Regions from separate parts of the Mus musculus genome. Here region 2 is linked to region 1. Evidence: chromatin contacts called from public promoter capture Hi-C data. All regions are on one chromosome and are shown on one strand. The core of a region is the stretch at or near the end of the contact, and the rest is flanking DNA. Distances in the headings are between cores, read along the strand shown. Region 1 holds the start of Zar1l (zygote arrest 1-like). Region 2 holds the start of Stard13 (StAR-related lipid transfer (START) domain containing 13).

Evidence for each region. Capture Hi-C pulls out chosen DNA fragments and counts their contacts.
Region 2: a contact with region 1 is called in a promoter capture Hi-C map of adipose tissue, with 3 times the contacts expected there. The contact joins the promoter of Stard13 here to the promoter of Zar1l in region 1. A contact is called at or near these places in 1 of 115 datasets of contacts at active chromatin or transcription factors (bone marrow-derived macrophages) and 3 of 9 other capture datasets (adipose tissue, liver and pancreatic islet).

Annotation. Positions count from the first base shown.
Region 1 is chr5:150,516,737-150,519,436 of GRCm38.p6, forward strand. Zar1l (zygote arrest 1-like) reads right to left here and starts at 1,423. Exons shown (of 4, transcript NM_001159693.2): 1 at 851-1,423; 2 at 232-324. The coding sequence starts at 1,423.
Region 2 is chr5:151,188,799-151,191,498 of GRCm38.p6, forward strand. It overlaps Stard13 (StAR-related lipid transfer (START) domain containing 13), which reads right to left and starts at 1,395. Exons shown (of 14, transcript NM_146258.2): 1 at 1,128-1,395. The coding sequence starts at 1,296.

The sequences.
Region 1 (2,700 bases), core at 173-2,672:
AGAGGCAGGAGGATTTCTGAGTTCAAGGCCAGCCTGGTCTACAAAGTGAGTTCCAGGACTGCCAGGACTATAGAGAGAAACCCTGTTTTGGGAAGAAAAACAAAAAAACATCCTCGATGCCTGTCAGCATCTATGCCAAAGAGGTGGAAAGATCTCCCACTGATGCGCCTGCACCTTCCAGGCCTCCGTGCCCCTCCCCCCACGCATGCCCCACCTCTCACACTTGCTTACCTTGTTGGTACCTGAGATACACCACACATAAGCACTCTCCCATCTCCTCTTACAATCTTTACAGTGAAAATAGCCATATTTTAGTTCCAAAAACTGAAAAGAAATTCAAATGGAAGTATTTTATTAACGGGGGTCAGGAGAAGAAGAGTGTAGATCCTTGTTTCGTAATTGATGGCTTAACGCAACAGCATCTACTTCTTGGACCTTGCTTTCAGCTATTCTCTACAGAGCCGTTAATTTAGCTTCTAGGCTCGCAGCCCTAGGATGTTTCCTGTCCATTTCCCGCAACACCAACAGCAACATCTCCAAAAATAAAAATCTAGGTTCACCTTTCACACACTCGAAGCTTACTGTCGGCCTCATCTTCACCAGAAATAACGACAAGACTTTTTAAAATTAGGCTCCATGCCTATATTACCAAAATTTGAAAAACACCCAGACCATGTAAACAAAGTACATGCTTCCAGAACGCCACCTTCCTCGCCCAAGAAAAGGTAGAAATAGCACTTACCGATCTGGAAATGGAAGGAGGGAGGACCCTGCTGGTGGGGGGCTGAGCAGAGAGAAAGAAGCCAGCTAAAAGCGGAGCTTCCCAAATGAGCTCTGCGCGTGCACATACCTGCTTTCCCTTCCTGTCCTGAGGGCTGTGGGCATATTCCTCCCCCAATTCCTTCAGCCGTGGGAACTGCTCCTCACGATCCCGGCTCCATGTAGGTAGCAGCAGCTGACTGGCCTCTGTAGGTCCTGTGAGCTCCTCCTGGCTTTCCTCGTCTTCCCCATCCTGGGGTCGCCGGATCAAGGCTCTCCGCCCTACTTCCCAAGCTTCGGTGGGCTTCCTGGAGCTGGTTCTGTCCGAGAGGGAGCTGCTGTGGAGGGTCTGTGACCCCTGTGAGCACTGCACTGACTTGTCCACTCGAAGGCTCACCTGTACGCCCACCTCCGTGGTGTGGACACTGCGTAGCCATAGACTCAGGTTGGGGTCCATCTGAGTGGAAACGGCCTGAAGCTGAGCCCTGTTGTAAGGGTTCATACAGGACTGCGAGACATTTGCTGGTACCCTAAGCCTGGCTAGGAAAATGGGAGCTCCCATATTCTGTGGCCAGTTTTGCTGTTGACAGTGTCTCCAGGGGCCAGGGTAGGTCAAAGGGTCTGTGGTCCCATAGCCACAGGGAACACAGAAAAGACGCTCCATTTGAGGGGAGGGGGGAGTTTCCTCCCTCACCCTCCTCTTCCTCTTTGTAGATTTGATTCGGGTTCACCCAGGTTTCTTAATTTATTCCAGAGCGGGAGCAGCCAGTTAGCTCCCTAATTGAAGTCACCTAGGAGATGACTAATTGTTTTCCCTACCTTTCCAATCAGCAGTGCTCACTAATTTTTTTTCTCTCTCAAGGTTGTTTTTCATTTCTGACTTCTTCACACATGCTTTAACTAGTAATTTCACTCACTTATTCTCTTGGTGACGACTTTGTTGATCTGGTATCAGTGGGTGAGGATATAAATTAGTATAGGTATTATGGAAACTAACACGGAGTCTCCTCAAGAATTAGCAATTGGCTGTGCTGTAGTGGAGCCTTTAATCCCAGCACTTGGGAGTCAGAGGCAGGTGGATCTCTGAGTTGGAGGCAAGCCTGGTCTACAGAGTGAGTTCCAGGACCGCCAGGGCTACACAGAGAAACCTTGTCTTGAAACACTTGCCATCAAAAATAATAATAATAATAATTAAAAATAAAGATTTAAAAATAGGAGGGCAGGAGAGATGTCTCAGTGGTTCATATTGCATCATATTGCAAAGTGCTCATAGCAACTTGGATTCCCAGTCACTGGGTGGCTCACAAACACCTGTAACTCCAGCTGGTAGCTGACATCCTCTTCTGGATATAACTTACACTCACGTACATAGACACACATTCACAGGCACATACATACTTTTTTTTAAAGATTTATTTATTTTTATTTATATGAGTGCACTATAGCTGTCTTCAGACACACCAGAAGAGGGCATCGGAACCCATTACAGAAGGTTGTGAGTCACCATGTGGGTTGCTGGGAATTGAACTCAGGACCTCTGGAAGAGCGGTCAGTGCTCTTAACCACTGAGCCATCTCTCCAGCCCACACACATACCTTTTAAAACTAGATAAATATATCTTTTAAAAGACATTTTCTTATTTAACATATATCTGCATGTATACCTGCGTGCCAGAAGAGAGTTCAGATCTCATTATAGATGGTTGTGAGCCACCATGTGGTTGCTGGGAATCAAACTCAGGACCTCTAGGAAGAACAGCCAGTGCTCTTAACTGCTGAGCCATCCCTCCAGCCCTATCCTTTTTTTAAAAAATAGAACCACCGACCTAGCAATCCCATTATTTGTATGCATATGCAAAGAAAGTGAAATCAATTAAGAGATTCTGCCCTCATCCTCATCCAAGAGTCAAACTCTGGAAGCAACCTACATATCAGATGACAG
Region 2 (2,700 bases), core at 145-2,644, 670 kb after region 1:
GTTCATGGAGTGACTTAATATCCTTCCTGCAATCATACTGGTATGCCGCGCCAGTATCCTTCACACATAGCCAGTTCCTGAACCTTCGCAAACAAATGCCCATTTCCAAGGAAACAATCTCATTAAATGTCGCTGCTAGAATGTGTATTGTTCCTTTTGGAGACATTACAGTGAGATCTTTTAAGATTACAGACTTTAACTTCCCCTCTAAAATTCAATATAATCTCAAATTCATTTATCTAACTGGGAACGGTATTTTCATAATAGCTCTTGAAAATTCCTGGTAGGGCCAATGTAATAGTTTAGTTAGGTTTGTAGTTAAGAGCTAGGTGACTATTTACTGACTGTGGATGGATGTGTCTGTCTCTTAAATGGGTATCTTCAAATTTGTACCACACAGGGCATGTCATAAGCTTTAAGCCTTAAAAAAAAAATCCATGAGTTTTATTAATGTTTGAGGTACAAGAGTTTTTAATGTTTTCCCTTGAGAATAGAAAAGGATCACTTAGCAGCCTGTAATCAGTACTGTCAACCTGCCTTAGGAAACCAGTGCTCCTAAGTGTGTGTAGTCATAGGCTCTGTTTTGAGGTGAAGAGTCACATTTATCCTTTAGCAAGAAAACGGTGTCAACAAATCAGTGGTGACTATGCACACAAGCACACTGACAGGAAGAGACTGTAATTCAAGTTGTCAGTCCAATGGCCTTAAGCTTAGATTCTTACTGTTTTCCTTCAATGAAGATGTACTATAAACGCTGGGCCATTAGTCGCCAGCTCTCTCACTAATTAAACAAACAAGTGTCCACTTTTAAATATGACCACAGTATGAGTTTACCTGCAGAAAAGCTCCCCAAGACACACACTGAGTAAACCTTTCTCATTTGCTCTGTTGACACACAGAGGATTAGGAATTCATGATTCACGTTCTACTGGGGATATTTTCGTTAGTTATGAGGCGCTCGGTGCTGTGACAGACTGCTTAGAACCGAAGTCTAAAGTTATCTGAAAGAGTTCCACGCAGCGTGGCATAAGAATCCGTGCGGTGTACAGCGCAAACAATAACTTTGTAAGCAGCACAAGACAGAGCCAACAGAAATAAGCGGCACCTTGGCAGTGCCCGCAACTCACCTTGCTGGATTTTAGTCACTAGGTGATGGCGTGCTAGGATCCGGCTCATCCTGTAGGGAGAGCGTCTGGCAGTCTGATCAAATCGCAAGTACATCTCCTGGCTCTCAGGTGTCAAGGGGTTTAGATAGTAGCAGCCTGCAGCCGGCGTCCTGGGCACCTGGCTGAACATCTCGGGAGAGTTTCCACTGCCACCTCAGCTGCCGGTGGCTCTTCGCAGCTGTCTCCAGCCTCAGTCAATGGAGCCCCAGGAGAGAGCCACAGACCCAGCGATTTTTAAAAAAGAAAAAGGAGTGCCAAAAGCCACAAGTCAGAATTCCAACCCTTCGGGGCTCTCATGTGACCTCGTGAGCCAATCATAGGACAAGGAGAAAGTATTGGGCGTGTCCCGGCCGAACGCGACCGCGAGGCTGTACCAGCAGCTGAGGAGTTCCTTCAAGCTGCGCTTAAAGCTGATAGAGAATTGGAAGCGCCTGGGGCTGACTAAGCCCCCCAACCCCAGAGCTGAAAGAGGAGAGGGACACAGAAGACAGGAGAGGTCGAACAAGCCCTGGCATAGGAACCTTTTGAGGTCATGAAAGTTAGAGAAAGAGTTTTTGGCTTTCCTAAAGCCAGCAGCAACTAGGTTTAATTTGAAAAAAAAAAAAAAAAAAGAAAGAAAAAAAGAAAAAAGAAAAGAAAAGAAAGAAAAAGATAGCTGTGCTACCTGCAGCTGTGTATTTGAAACACACCATTTCAAGTTAAGTATGGGCCGCTGGGTATAAAATACTAGCCTCATTACAACGGAATTAATTAGATAAAACGTTTCCAAAGAAAAACAAACTTTTGGATCATATTTTGACACTAAAGGTCAATAAAGACCCTGTGGACCAACATGGGATGGGGACATCAAAGGCTTTTACAGAAAAGACCCAAAGAGACAACCTGAACTCCCTGCCACGCTCCTTTAATTTGTCTACTTCCCCCAGTTTTTAAACACCACTAAACAACTGCAAAGCGCTAGTCATATTGAAGCCGCTGCCAGGAATCACTACACAGGATGCAGGTGGCCTTGCAAAGACCCAGTATAAGCTGCTGATCCATGGGAATATAGTGGAAACTTCTAGTAAGTGCTTATAAAGGCTTATAGTAAGTAGTCAGATGTGAAACGGTCTCAATTTAAGAAGAAAACAAGAGAGAAGTCTACCACAGGGCTAGCGGAACATTATTTCTGAGAGAAATAACCAGAGAGACTGGTTTTAAAAAACAGAACCAAAATACCCAAACCAAACAACAACAGAAACAAGAGTCTGGGAGTCCTGACAGGAGAAGCTGGGGAGAGCTCTTTCTGCAGGAGAGTTCTGTGTCCACATGCATACAGGGGAGAGCCAGAGTGTGCCGGGAAAGAAACTGCTAGTCAGTTTAACCATAGCTGAGGAACCATATGAGAGCAGTCAGAATTTCTCCTCTCCAGTTTTTTCCTCTTTAGAAGTGTTTGATGCAAACAACAACAACAACAACCACCACAAAAGGTAGAAGAAACTTTACTGAATTCTAAGCCTGGAGCTGAATGAATAGAGTTCACACACACACACAC